Linked DNA regions of Zea mays: region 2 is linked to region 1. Evidence: chromatin contacts called from public Hi-C data. All regions are on one chromosome and are shown on one strand. The core of a region is the stretch at or near the end of the contact, and the rest is flanking DNA. Distances in the headings are between cores, read along the strand shown.

Region 1 (6,464 bases), core at 2,529-5,028:
GGTATAGAGATATTCATCACTCATTTTTACACTTGTTATTATCTGTTCATTATTTTATGTTCATGATAAGATCATTATGTTAATGGGAACATGGAGAACCACCCGGGAAAACAGTGCTACCACAAGGGTATAATGGGACGCCCTTGGCTGATTAACTAGGAAAGCTAGTGGAGGGCTGCCTTACCTGAAAGGGGCAAGGGCAGTAGGGGAGTGGTCAGTGTAGGGGGGTCCTTGGGTTGATTTTGCTGCGATGGCGGTCAGGCAAGAACCCTGCACTGGAGCTTCCTATAAACTGTAGCGGGTAGTCTGAAGCTAGTGGAACTTTGTAAAGGCCTCGTAGTGGTACCCTGCCTCGCTTCCTTGGTAGAGGTGTATGGAGTCTGATCAACTCCGTGGCAAATGGGTAACACGACTTGTGGGTAAAGATGCGCAACCTCTGCAGAGTGTAAAACTGGTATACTAGCCGTGCTCACGGTCATGAGCGGCTCGGACGCTCACATGATTAATTTATGGAACTTAAACTTAACCTGTCATTTCATTGCATCTGGGATTATTTTACTATTACTTTTATTTATTATTACTATGGGTTGGTATTTACTTACACTTAGTAACTGCTAATAAAATTTTGACCAACTTATAAAAGCAATGCTCAGCTTCAGCCTTTATATCATTGATCAGCCTTACACTTCATGAACTCCCACCTTTGGTGAGTTCATGCCACATTATTCCCCACAACTTGTTGAGCGATGAACGTATGTGAGCTCACTCTTGCTGTCTCACACCCCCTCACAGGAGAAGAACAGGTGGTTCAGGAGGAGCCACAAGGCGAGGAGTTTGATCTGATCTAGATGGCGTTTCTCAGTTGACATTGGCGCCGACGATCCTTAGTTCGTTTTATGTTTATTCTTTTATTTTGTATTAAGTCTTCCGCTATGTAATAAATACTCTGATGTTTTATGACATTTATCTCTATACACTCTGTTATTGTATATGTTGTCTTCTTGGCGCATGTATGAGATGCACCCGGCTTTGTTCCTTAAAACAGTGTGTTACATTAATTCATCTCCATATTATGCTCAGGCCGAGTCTAGTAATATGACATTAATTAACTTGATAAAAAGAAGATATCTGATAATCCTAAGTATTGACATAAGGTTTTGTCCGAAGCTTTATGGGCTCACAGAATATCTAAACATAGTGCTACTAAAGTGTCTCCTTTTGAGCTTGTATATGGGCAGGAAGCAGTGTTGCCTGTGGAAATAAGCTTGAATGCTGTCAGGTTCGCCAGACAAAATGATCTAACCGTCATGGATTATTATAATTCAATGATGGATAATATTGATGAGGTGACCGACAAGAGGGTGATAGCTTTGGGAGCAATAGAAAAGGACAAGATCAAAGTAACCAGGGCCTACAACAAGAAGGTCAAAGCAAAGTCATTTCAAGTAGGGGACCTGGTGTGGAAGACCATCCTGCCTCTAAGGAGTAAAGACCGAAAGTTTGGAAAATGGTCGCCAAGCTGGGAGGGTCCATATAGAGTAAAACGGGTAATGTCTGGTAACACCTATTTATTGCAAACATTACAAGTCAAAGATTTACCCAAAGCCTTGAATGAGTGTTTCCTTAAGCAGTACCATCCTAGTATGTGACAAGATGCCTAAGAGAACCGATGTAATCACATCGAGTTATTTGCTTTTGGTTTGCTCAGCTCCACCAAAAGGCAGGGGGCATATGTTGGGCACCAAATTGAGGTGCGGACAGTCTAGCCCTGAGGCCGGACGGTCCGCGGTCCGGACGGTCCGCGCCTGTGGGCCGGACGGTCCGCGCACGCGCAGAACAGATTAGGGTTCCGAGTTTTTCGCTGTGTTTGTTGGCGAAAATCGCGGGATTTGCTCAGAGTTTTGTTGGTAACGGGTCCAGCCCCACTCCTCTATAAAAGCAGAGGATTACGGCCGACTAATCATCATCAATTGAATCAACAACACTTCTATTTCGCATTTTATCCTAGTAGTAGTTCTAGTCTAGTTTAGGTTTAGCCTCTCGATCTTTAAATTCTCGCTTCTCTTCGACTCTACGCCGATTAGAAGAGTCTAGGTCGGCCTGCCGAGCCTAGATATCACCTAGGATCTCTCCTCCCCGACGGGGTCCCTCCGGGAGTGAGATCCAGGCCGCCGCCGGCGACTTCCGCCGCCTCTGCGTACGCGCGCACCGTCCGGCCGTCAGGCAGAGAAACCTAGCCCCTGCGCCAGGTCGCGAACCGTCCGGCCCCAGGCCGTGGACCGTCCGCGCCTGACCAGAGAGCACCGCCACGGTTCTTGTTGAGTGTTTGGCGCTCCGAAAAGGCGTCAACACACTTCTACGACAGTTGATGCTCCATGTTTTGTCCAACTTGGTTCTAGACCTATGCGTCGTCATGAGTGTAAGAGCTGATGCCGCTTGATGTAAGAGTTGATGCTGCTATCTGGTTACAAAGCTTGTGAGATTATTCTAGTACATGCTTTTGTTCTTCTAAGCCGTACTGATTCACCCCCTTTTGAATTATTGGTAGGTTGTAGTTTTGGCTCTGCTCTAGTATGGCAACTTGTCTTCTAAACTGTTTGTTTCAGTTATACAACTTGTTCTAGTAATGCTTCAGTTATTTTGCTCTGGTTGTTTCTTGTATGACTTCCAATAGAACCATTTTTTGGCCATTTGTCCCATAATGAGATGTTAAGGGATCACTCCATGGAACTAAATACAAATATGTTTCTATTTTGTGGTTGGTTTACTTGATGGGAAGAACAGAGAGCATGCTTTAGTGTAATCGCCATGCCTGAACATGAAAGCAAGTATTTGTGAACAAGCATATTGCGCGAATCTAGGAGAATAATTATTCATACAAAATCAATATAAATTAAATAATCATGTAATCAGATCGAACTTATAAAAATGCAATCAAAAGTTTATGGCTCGGATTGCCAAAATTCTGTAGGTAATCGGTCACTCCAAAGGAGAAAGGTGAGACGGAAAGGATACATGATTGTATCCTCTGTATCAGATAGTTGAACTATAAATATTCTTCAAAATATTCATTACGAATTCAGCTTGCACCTTTTACCACCTGCCAATCCTACTCGCGGCGACACGAATTAGATTCCTAGCGTTCAATCAGAGCATCTATTTTAGATTAGTTAAATGGCTTATCAAGCCAAATTTTAGCTATTCAACAATAAAATAACTTTCCAACAGACTATCTATCTAACTCATCAAGCTATCCGACTCTATAAATTGTCTCTCTCACTAGTCAAATTTGGCTAGCTATCTGACTAGCAAAACTAGATAGATAGTCTGTTAGAGTGAAATGCTACATATAAAGTGTAATTTTTATGAAATTGTAAATATAAAGTCAAATAGAGAGCCAAAAATAAAGAGTCTCTTGAAGATGCTCTCAACCTCTTGAATTTGAAGAGTTTTTTGGGTTAGTCCACCCTTTAGAAGGTTTTTATTTTAAGGAATCTTCTACAGAACTAGTATTATATACAAATGGTTAGAGTTGCTCTTATATATCTCTTGTACTTAAAAAAACATTGCGAGGACTCAGAAACAACTAAAGAAAGAGCTAAAAAGTCTTAAATACTTGGAAAACATCCAAAAGCCTAGAAACGATTAGAGAAAGAGATAAAAAGTTCAGGTTTTCTACGCAATTTAGATAAAATAATAAAAAGCGTCTCGATTTTCTAAAAGTTGGGTATAATTATATGAGATCGAGGCAAAAACAGGGGCGCGCCACCCTGTCCAGTTCTCAACCCGGCTGTGCTGTCTCGTCGCCTTCCTCCCCTCCTGCCGGCTGCTGCCGCCGCCAGCCGCTGCAGGCACGCTTGCCCTCTGCTCCCTGTCCATCCACTCATCATTCCCCGTCATCCACCAATTCACAACCCAAAACCCTAAACCCATTTACCTCAACGCCACCGCCGCCGCCGCGATGCAGTCCATGGCGCCCACCTCTCCCTCACTCCCGGTGGCAGGCCCCGTTCCCCGCCGCCGCCTCCAGCGCGTCCGCGCCGCCGCGGTCTCCGACGAGCCCAAACTCAACAAGTACAGCGCGCGCATCACGGAGCCCAAGTCGCAGGGCGCCTCGCAGGCCGTGCTCTACGGGGTTGGCCTCACCGACGCCGACCTCCGCAAGCCGCAGGTCGGCGTCTCTTCGGTGTGGTACGAAGGGAACACCTGCAACATGCACCTGCTCCGCCTCGCCGAGGCCGTCCGCGACGGCGTCCGTGAGGCCGGCATGGTCGGCTTCCGATTCAACACCGTCGGTGTCAGCGACGCCATCTCCATGGGCACCCGGGGCATGTGCTACAGCCTCCAGTCCCGCGACCTCATCGCCGACAGCATCGAGACCGTCATGGGCGCGCAACACTACGACGCCAACATCTCCATACCTGGGTGCGACAAGAACGTGAGTTCCTTTCCGCTATCTCTGCTGTTGCAGATGTGATGTACACCAGTTAGTTCAGTGGGACTATGGAGTGGAGCCAATGTTGCCGCTCTCATAATCTATATATCAAGGTCCTGAATTATTACATGATAATCGAAAGGCACTAAATTCCTCATCCTGGTCTCCGCTGGTGTTCACTTCCTGCTAAGATTGTGTTGGTTTGGAGGTGGTGGTGCAATTTTAGCTCAGTTCTAGTAAGGGGAATAAAAATTAGCAGCAAGGACTGGAGCTTTCTTATATGCTACATGGCTTTCTCATTAGTTTTCTTCTGGATCTGGATGTCACAAAATTGTATTGTTTTCTGAAAAGCAACGAGCTGTCATATGTGTCTGGCAAAAAGCTTGTTGTTTGAATGGGTGCTGAGGTGATTGGAGTTGGACCTGTTTGTTCAGTCCGAGCTTAGCAACTAGTAGGAAGAAGTTAAGATTTCTAGCTTTGTTCTACCCTGTATTAATGCACATTTAGATCTTAGTTGCAGCTGGATTTAGTGGCCATTTGTTTGCAGATGCCAGGTACAATAATGGCAATGGGACGGCTTAATCGACCTAGTATCATGATATATGGTGGAACTATTAAGGTAATGCTCCCCTGGTCTCTTGCTGTATTATTACTAATTCTAAAATGTGCTGTTCTTCAACAGAATGTTTGGCTAGCTTGAGTAAGCAAAAGACATTTGTGAATTGCGATAGAACAAACTGCTTTCCTGGACATTGCATTAGCGCAGTAAACAATGAGAACTGAATAACTCATTGGTACGGTTTGCCCTGAAAAAACTGATTGATACAGTGGAGTGATTTATGCTAGAAATTGAGGTTAACATTATTGGCTATTGCCAGCGTGTGTTTGGAGTCCTTAACCAGTGATAAAATATGTTAAATATGCATGCCTTTTTTGAGCTGCTGCTTATTGACAATTTCTGGTGGATCTTTTTGATGCAGCCTGGTCACTTTCAGGGCAATTCCTACGATATAGTTTCTGCTTTCCAGGTATGTTTATCACCTTTGGTCTGTTCATCAACTCTACTTCTTTGATAGAAGCACTTTGGCATTGTACATTGTACAGCTAAGGCTTGTTTGCATTTTGATGTTTTATGCAGTGCTATGGAGAATATGTTAGTGGTTCAATCACTGATGAGCAAAGAAAGAATGTGCTCCGCAATTCATGTCCAGGGGCAGGTGCCTGTGGTGGTATGTACACAGCAAACACTATGGCATCTGCTATTGAGACATTGGGCATGAGCCTTCCATACAGGTGCAAATTATATCTTGATTTTTTTCTCATTTATTACTAAACACGAAATATGGTTTTTATTCATATAAAAATGCTTGGAGGATATATTTGACTTCTTTTTATCATTATTGCTGTAATTATGTACCAAAGTTCTTCGACACCTGCTGAAGACCCGCTAAAGCTAGAAGAGTGCCGTCTTGCTGGGAAGTATCTTCTAGAGTTGCTAAAGATGGATTTGAAGCCCAAGGACATTATAACTGAGAAGTCATTGCGAAATGCAATGGTTATCGTTATGGCACTTGGTGGTTCGACTAATGCTGTTCTGCATTTGATTGCCATTGCTCGGTGAATTACTATCTTCTTGCATGTGCTTTCTACTTAGGTTGATAAAAGCTCATTGGTTGTCTTCTTTCAGGTCCGTAGGTCTGCATTTGACTCTTGATGATTTCCAGAAGGTTAGTGACCAAGTTCCTTTCCTTGCAGACCTCAAGCCCAGTGGCAAATATGTCATGGAAGATCTACATAAGGTAAATGCTTAATGGTTCTAAGTGGTTTCGAGCCATACTCAATCCAGCTTAAGTTTCCAGTTTACCTTTTTAATGCACTATTGCTCTGTTATGTTGTATTTTTATGTACATTGTACATACACATTGTGATTTTCTTCACATAACCATTACAGCGAGAATATCTATAAACTTAAATTAATCAATGCAAAGTGCTTGAGAATAAGCAATGTATTACAGATTGGTGGGACACC
Region 2 (6,464 bases), core at 2,398-4,897, 430 kb before region 1:
TTCAAACAAAAAAAAATGAGCGCGCAATATGAAGTCGCTGAGGTAATTAAGTCCAGAAGTAGGTATGCCAATTAGTAGTTCAGTAATAGTTTACCTTGTCATGGGAATCAACATAAGATTGGCATAAGTCCTCCACAGATTTTAGATGCATATTTTGTTGGTCTATTGATGCATTGAGTGTATTGGAAAGAATATCCAACTTCGAAGCAAGGTCAGTTTGGAATGTATTCACGACTGACCTATTTGTTGCACTTAGCTTGTCTCCCCTAGCTATTTCATCATGGTCAACAACATTTTAACATAAATAACAATACAAATTAAGACAGTAACAGAAATACACCAAGACACTCACCAATCTTTGAATATAGTGAAGTATTATCACGAGTATATTGTTCCAGATCTGATCTCAGCACATACGTTTGGTGTGTTAAAGCATTTTCTGTAATAAGAATTAATTAAGTCACTGTTAAAAATAACGAAATAAATGGTTTCTTAGAATGGACAATGTGATAAAATGATACCTGCTTTCTTCTGCTCTGAAATTATATAATCTTTCTCATTTAGATTATACTGTGCCTGTTTAAGATCTTCTTTTGTCGTAGAGAGTAGGTTGCTTGTGTGGTCCAGACATTTCTATCACAGTAAAATGCTATAAGCCATACAGTTTAGATAACCATAAGGTAAATAGTTAAGGAACATGCAACTTACCTCTGTGACTTCAAGCTTTTTGCTCAAATCAGCAGAATGTTGAAGCTCAGAATCATAATTTTGTTGCAGATCACTAATTAGCTTATGGTTTACTTCCAAAGAAGCATTCATTTGTTCTATCTGATCAGCCATCGCCTTCATAAGAAAACAAAGATTAAAGAAAACAAGTTATGTCAGTGGTGAAAAGAAAATGAATCCCCTTCAGAGTGAGTAATTTTGAAACAGCATGCCATGTCAAACTATACCTTTCGCTCATTTTCCTCTTGCTGATACCTGTCTTTGGGAATGTACACCCCAACTTTTTCTCGAGCAGCGTATACCTCTGGAGAGTAATCAAGTTTTGTGAGGGGGAACTATTGTGTCACCATTCTGATGAGACGAATTCATTATTTGGATTCACTACTGACCTGCCTTAAGTCGGTCAATTTCACCATAAAGATCTTTAATTAATGTAGATTTCATCATTTTCTGATTTACCTGCAATAATGAAAGATATAAAAACTAATATCAGGTGTCGAGCATGGAATGAACAGCAGTACAACAGGAGGATATGCCCAAAGTGAGTTTTTTGGTTATAGATCCTTTTAGAATGCAATGGCAAGCACTTATCGAAACTACTTCAATATCTCTTATAGTTGAATATCTCATACGCCACAAACACAACAAGAACTAAATTGGTGTACAATACTGGATCAGATGAGATGACGATAATGCAATAACAAATTCTAGCCTATTTTTCACTAAAAGGACCATCTAAATGCATGCTTCCTATAAAACAGCATAGGGAGCAACATAACTGCTAAAAAACTCGCCCGCTCCCGGTATTATATTAAGAAAATACCGAAACATGGTCCCGGCCCAGAAAAATCCCTGAACCCTGGCCCCCCACACTAGTTGGCCATCACCGCCCACTTTCCGCCTACTTTGCAACGGCCCGGCCGGAGTGTGACGTGCAGGACATAACTCAGAAGCAGACAGGACACAGCGAGATGAAGCGGACGAGACACAGCGAGATGATTTTTTTAACCAAGCTGGAAATTCGCTCTCGAGAGGGATCGAACCCAGGACCTAAAGGTGCTATTCAGAAGCCATAACCATTACGCTAAAGACCCTTCTGCGAAACATTACAGCTACTCTACTAGGAAGCAAAAGAAAGGTTAAGCAGGTAGCTGGATATAAGTGAATAAAGAATGCAAATGAAAATATATTTATTTATATTGCTATATACATATATTTCGCTTCTGTTAGAGTGAACGCACTAACCAGTCAAACCCAAAAGCTTAAGTTGATAAGAGAAGGTAGACAATCCACTTATACACTTCAACATGCTCACTCACGCGTGGCCACATAGAAACACACAAACATGAAAATAAATGGGTGGAAGCACAAATAAAGCCTCTACTAGGATTCGAACTCGAGACATTTATCTCTGATACCATGAGTGGACACACTAACCAGTTCAACCCAAAAGATTAAGCTAATGAAAGAGGTAGAATCCACTTATACACTTCGACAGCTTCAACCTAGTAAAATGCATGCCATCTAATAAGAACATTTCCATATGTATCCAGTATCCAATCACAAACGTTAGAGCTAATAAGTTCACAAGGTTATTTTTCAATTGACATTTTCAGTCATAGCTTCGAGAATAAGGAAACTACGAAGGTTGTAAACTGAGAAAGTGAAGCCATATCACCTCAGGCCTGTTCTTAATGCTCTTTGCCCGGTGAGCATAATCCAATGTACTCAGGGTTTCTTCGAGACAATGCACAGAGGGTGAAACAGTAGCGATAATACAAGTCTTTGTTCTTCCTCCTAATGAATCACGCAGCAATCTTGTGAGTTTGCTGTCCCTGAAAGATAGGAGAACTTTCAGCAAGGTAACAAGCGGCAATTATTGTATCTGCACCTACATGATCAACTGCCGCTTACCTGTAAGGAACATGTCCAAGGTGTTCGACCAATGCCGTAATCACACGACCCAGAGTAAGCAAGCTTTTATTAATTTCGCCAGCCTCCCTTGCACGGCCCTATAGTCAAGAGGAAGTGCATTACTTCAGAATAGAATATTATTGATGCTAAGAGATGAAGGTATTTAAAAGTAGCATTCAAGCTTGTTCCACAATACAATACCTCCTTAGCTCCAGAACGAGAGATGTTCTCGGACCCAGCCAAGTCAACTAGATTTAACTTCCCGCATTTTATCAGCTCTTCTCCTTCAGGGGTTGCCTCTTTTATGTGAATAGTGATTGAGAATAGAGAGTGGGACCGGCTAAAATGTTAAAAGTAGTAATGAGCACATAAAGTTTGTTGTAGCGGTATAGTTCAAAAGAAGACTGGCTGAGATTGACCTAGATTGCTTGTTCAGTAATGTCTCTGCAGTGCGGCGTTTTGCAGACCCCCTTTCTAACAGAGAGAATATTTCACTCGCGTTCGTAACAATTTCTTCCTCGAGACCTCGAACAAGAACTCCACCCTTCCCATCCTCCATAAGATTAAGAGGTAAGGCTTTCTTCTGTTTATCCTCAAATGCAGCCTTAGATATCTCTTCAGGAGCAAGAAGATCTGTAATTTCCTCATTGTACAGCTCAAGGAACGTGATCTTAACACTGTACTCGGTGTTCTGCCTCTCCAGGGTATCAAAGATTTGCTTCACTGCCCGAGGTATAACTCCAGCGTCTGCAGGTAATTGACCCTTCGGTCCACTCTGCAAGCATTCTTGCATAATCGGTGACCAGCGAATGAGACAACCAGGAACCATAATAGTCATAAAAAACAGCAGACTTGCCTTGGCTCTCCTGCACTCGCCTTCCATGGTGTATGTTTTTCCAGTGCCTGTCTGGCCATACGCAAATATGGTGCAATTAAATCCCTCTAAAACCTCATTTACAATAGGAATAATGGCCTGGTCATACAATTCCTTCTGCTTTGCTGTCGGTCCAAAAACCTGGGAATAGGGCACTGCATGTTACAGTTCAGCACCTGGCAGCCAAACCTGAAACAAAGTAAAGCTGTGGCGCGGCTTGCACTAGCCGTTGAAATATAAGATAAGTGAATTGCCCTCTTCCTATCAGCTTAAGTACATGCAACTTAATATGATATCAAAGTCACCCAAAAGTCATGAGTTCAAATCCTGATTAGCACAATTAAAATAAAAAAATTGTTGTGCGCTCCTATTTCACATCTGAGACTCAAGAGACGTTAGACATGAGAGGGTGTTAAAATATAATAAGTGAATTGCCCAAGCTTTTGATAGTAACTTAACATGATTGCCTATACTAGCATAATTAAAACGTGCAGAACAGCCTGAACAGGTGCTTATTACGAGTGTTCCACATTAAGCAAGAGTATTATAGTCAAACAATATTGTTTGAATTCACAAGCTAAACACTTGCACTGCAAATTGAGCTTGTTTGGATGCAAGCAACCGGTCTCATTGTTAAGCAGCCATAGATATTAAATGTCCCCCCAGAATGAACCAGGGGAACAAACACAATAGAATACTGGTGGGGATTCGCCAATCATTCACTAATTTTAAACTGGTCACACTGAAATAGAACTAGCCACAGCCACATCGCCGTAAAAACAAATGCAAGCATCAATGGGGTGGGGGAAACGCATCCAGTCACTGAAACTCCCACATCACGTGGTCAGAAACGAGGTAGAGGGCAGCAGACCTTGTCGAAGGCGTAGACCCGATCGAACTGCTTCCCGGCGATGTTCTGCGTGACGGCGACCTCCCGCTGGTAATCGTTGCAGGTGATGACCTGCGGCGCGTTGTTCCGGAGCTCATCATCGCTGAAGGGCCTGCGGAAGCAACCACGCGGGGATCAAAGGGCGGCGGATCTGGGGTGTGGGGGCTGAAACCGACTGCGCGCGAGAGAGAGGGAGTGAGAAATCGACGGCTGCCCGTGGCAAGTACCTGCAGCGGAGGAGAACCTGTACGTTCACCGACTTCTCCTTGTCATGTCGCGACGACATGGCGCAAGCGACGGCGGAGAGCAGCGCTGGACGGGCGGGCTGCGGTGGCTTAGATTTCAAAATATCTGCATCAAGAGGGGGAGGACTGAGGAGCGGGTGCGGGTCGGGAAGAGGGAGAATTCGAACTTTTGGGGGTTGCGACAGCAGGTGCGTCAGATTTATGCTATGAGCCGTTGGATAGGCAGCCCTCAACGTGTGTGAACTGGGCTCGGCCCAATAGGCCTGTTAGTGGGGTCGTGCGTCGTTTTGATATTTCTCTGTCTCCCCTCTACTTTGTAAATCTGTACTACTCTATAAGGACTCAATGTGAACGTTCACAATGCTTTACCATGCCCCCGTCGCCTCCGTCTCACGAGCCACCGCCCCGACCGCGCTCCCCCGTGTCCTGCGGCGTCTGCACCCTATGTGCCCCGTCGTGCTCTCTCCCACGCCCGCGGACCGTCGTGCCCCCTCCCCTGATCTCGAGCACGCCCACGCGTGAACCCAGCCCTAGCCATGCCCCCGCCGAGCCCCCGCCCCCGGATCTCGTGCATGGATGACCGGCATGGATGGCGCCCCCGATCTCGCGCCCGCCCGCCCGCCCGTGTGTTAACCCAGCCCGAGTCGTGCCCGCACTGAGCCCTCGCCCCCGGATCCTGCGTGTGGACCCAGCCTCCGCCGCGCCCCCGGATCCCTGGCGCCACCATATCCGACCGCATGGGAGGCGTTGTACTCGTGCTTCGCCGGAGACTCTCGCACGGCGGTCGCGCGCCTACGGATCTCGGCTCGGTCAATGCCGCCGCCACCTGTGGCGTTAGTTTTGCTGGGCTGCAGTGGGTGCAGGGGAAGGCTGGCGAGGACCGCGTCTATATCGTGGTGTCCAAAGAGCAGGGCTAGGTGTTCGTCGGCATCTACGATGGCTTCAACGATCCCGACGCCACAAACTTTCTTGTCTCCCATCCCTACGCCACCGTGCACCGTGAGATCCACAGCCTGCTCTGGGATTAGTGCGAGCAATAGGAGCAGCACGACGCAGATCAATATTGTCATGGAGCATAAGCTTGTGTATATTAGATCCATCAGATTTTTTGGAGAAATATCAATTTGCCAAAGGTTCAACTCAAACCAATAAAAAGTCAAAGAAAGGGTTCAAATAAAAAGAGCAAAAGACAACCGAAGGCTGCCTTGGTCTGGCGCATCGGACTGTCCGGTGTGCCACCGGACAGTGTCCGGTGCACCAGGGTGGATCAACTCAAACTTGCTAGCTTCGGGAATTTGGGGAGCCGCTCCGCTATAATTCACCGGATTGTCCGGTGTGCAAGCAGAGCAACGGCTATCTGCGCCAACGGTCGTCTGCAAAAGTGAACAGTGAACAGTCAACTGCGCGCGCAGAAGTCAGAGCAGGAGCGGAAGGCGCACCGGACACTGAACAGTGACTGTCCGATGCACCACTGGACTATCCGATGGCCCTACAAGTCAGAGCTCTAACGGTCGAACCCTAACGGTTGGGTGACGTGGCTGGCGCATCGGATAGTGTCCGGTGGCACACCGAACTGCCCGGTGCACCATACGACAGCAGCCCCTCCCAACGGCCACTTTGGTGGTTGGGGCTATAAATACCCCCCCAACCACCACACTTCGAGGCATCCAAGTTTTCAGCCAATACATTCAATACTAGAGCTATAGCATTCAATACAAGACACAATTAGAGTGAATCAAAATCTCTCCAAGTCCCTATTCCACTCAAAGCAATAGTGACTAGAAGAGAGAGTTTTGTCGTGTTCATTTGAGCTCTT

What was found. A called contact is a pair of places that touch in the nucleus more often than the background predicts.
Region 2: a contact with region 1 is called in a Hi-C map of tassel, with 3 times the contacts expected there. The contact joins the promoter of LOC541861 here to the promoter of LOC100384514 in region 1. A contact is called at or near these places in 2 of 25 Hi-C or Micro-C datasets (ear and tassel).

Annotation. Positions count from the first base shown.
Region 1 is chr4:53,926,685-53,933,148 of Zm-B73-REFERENCE-NAM-5.0, reverse strand. LOC100384514 (Dihydroxy-acid dehydratase chloroplastic) reads left to right here and starts at 3,778. Exons shown (of 14, transcript NM_001177037.1): 1 at 3,778-4,438; 2 at 4,983-5,054; 3 at 5,416-5,463; 4 at 5,574-5,728; 5 at 5,858-6,052; 6 at 6,123-6,234; 7 at 6,451-6,464. The coding sequence starts at 3,962.
Region 2 is chr4:54,353,987-54,360,450 of Zm-B73-REFERENCE-NAM-5.0, reverse strand. LOC541861 (kinesin-like protein KIN-5C) reads right to left here and starts at 3,647. Exons shown (of 20, transcript NM_001349555.1): 1 at 3,497-3,647; 2 at 3,060-3,415; 3 at 2,842-2,980; 4 at 2,641-2,738; 5 at 2,405-2,561; 6 at 1,116-1,185; 7 at 954-1,030; 8 at 709-843; 9 at 522-633; 10 at 353-439; 11 at 95-270. The coding sequence starts at 3,523.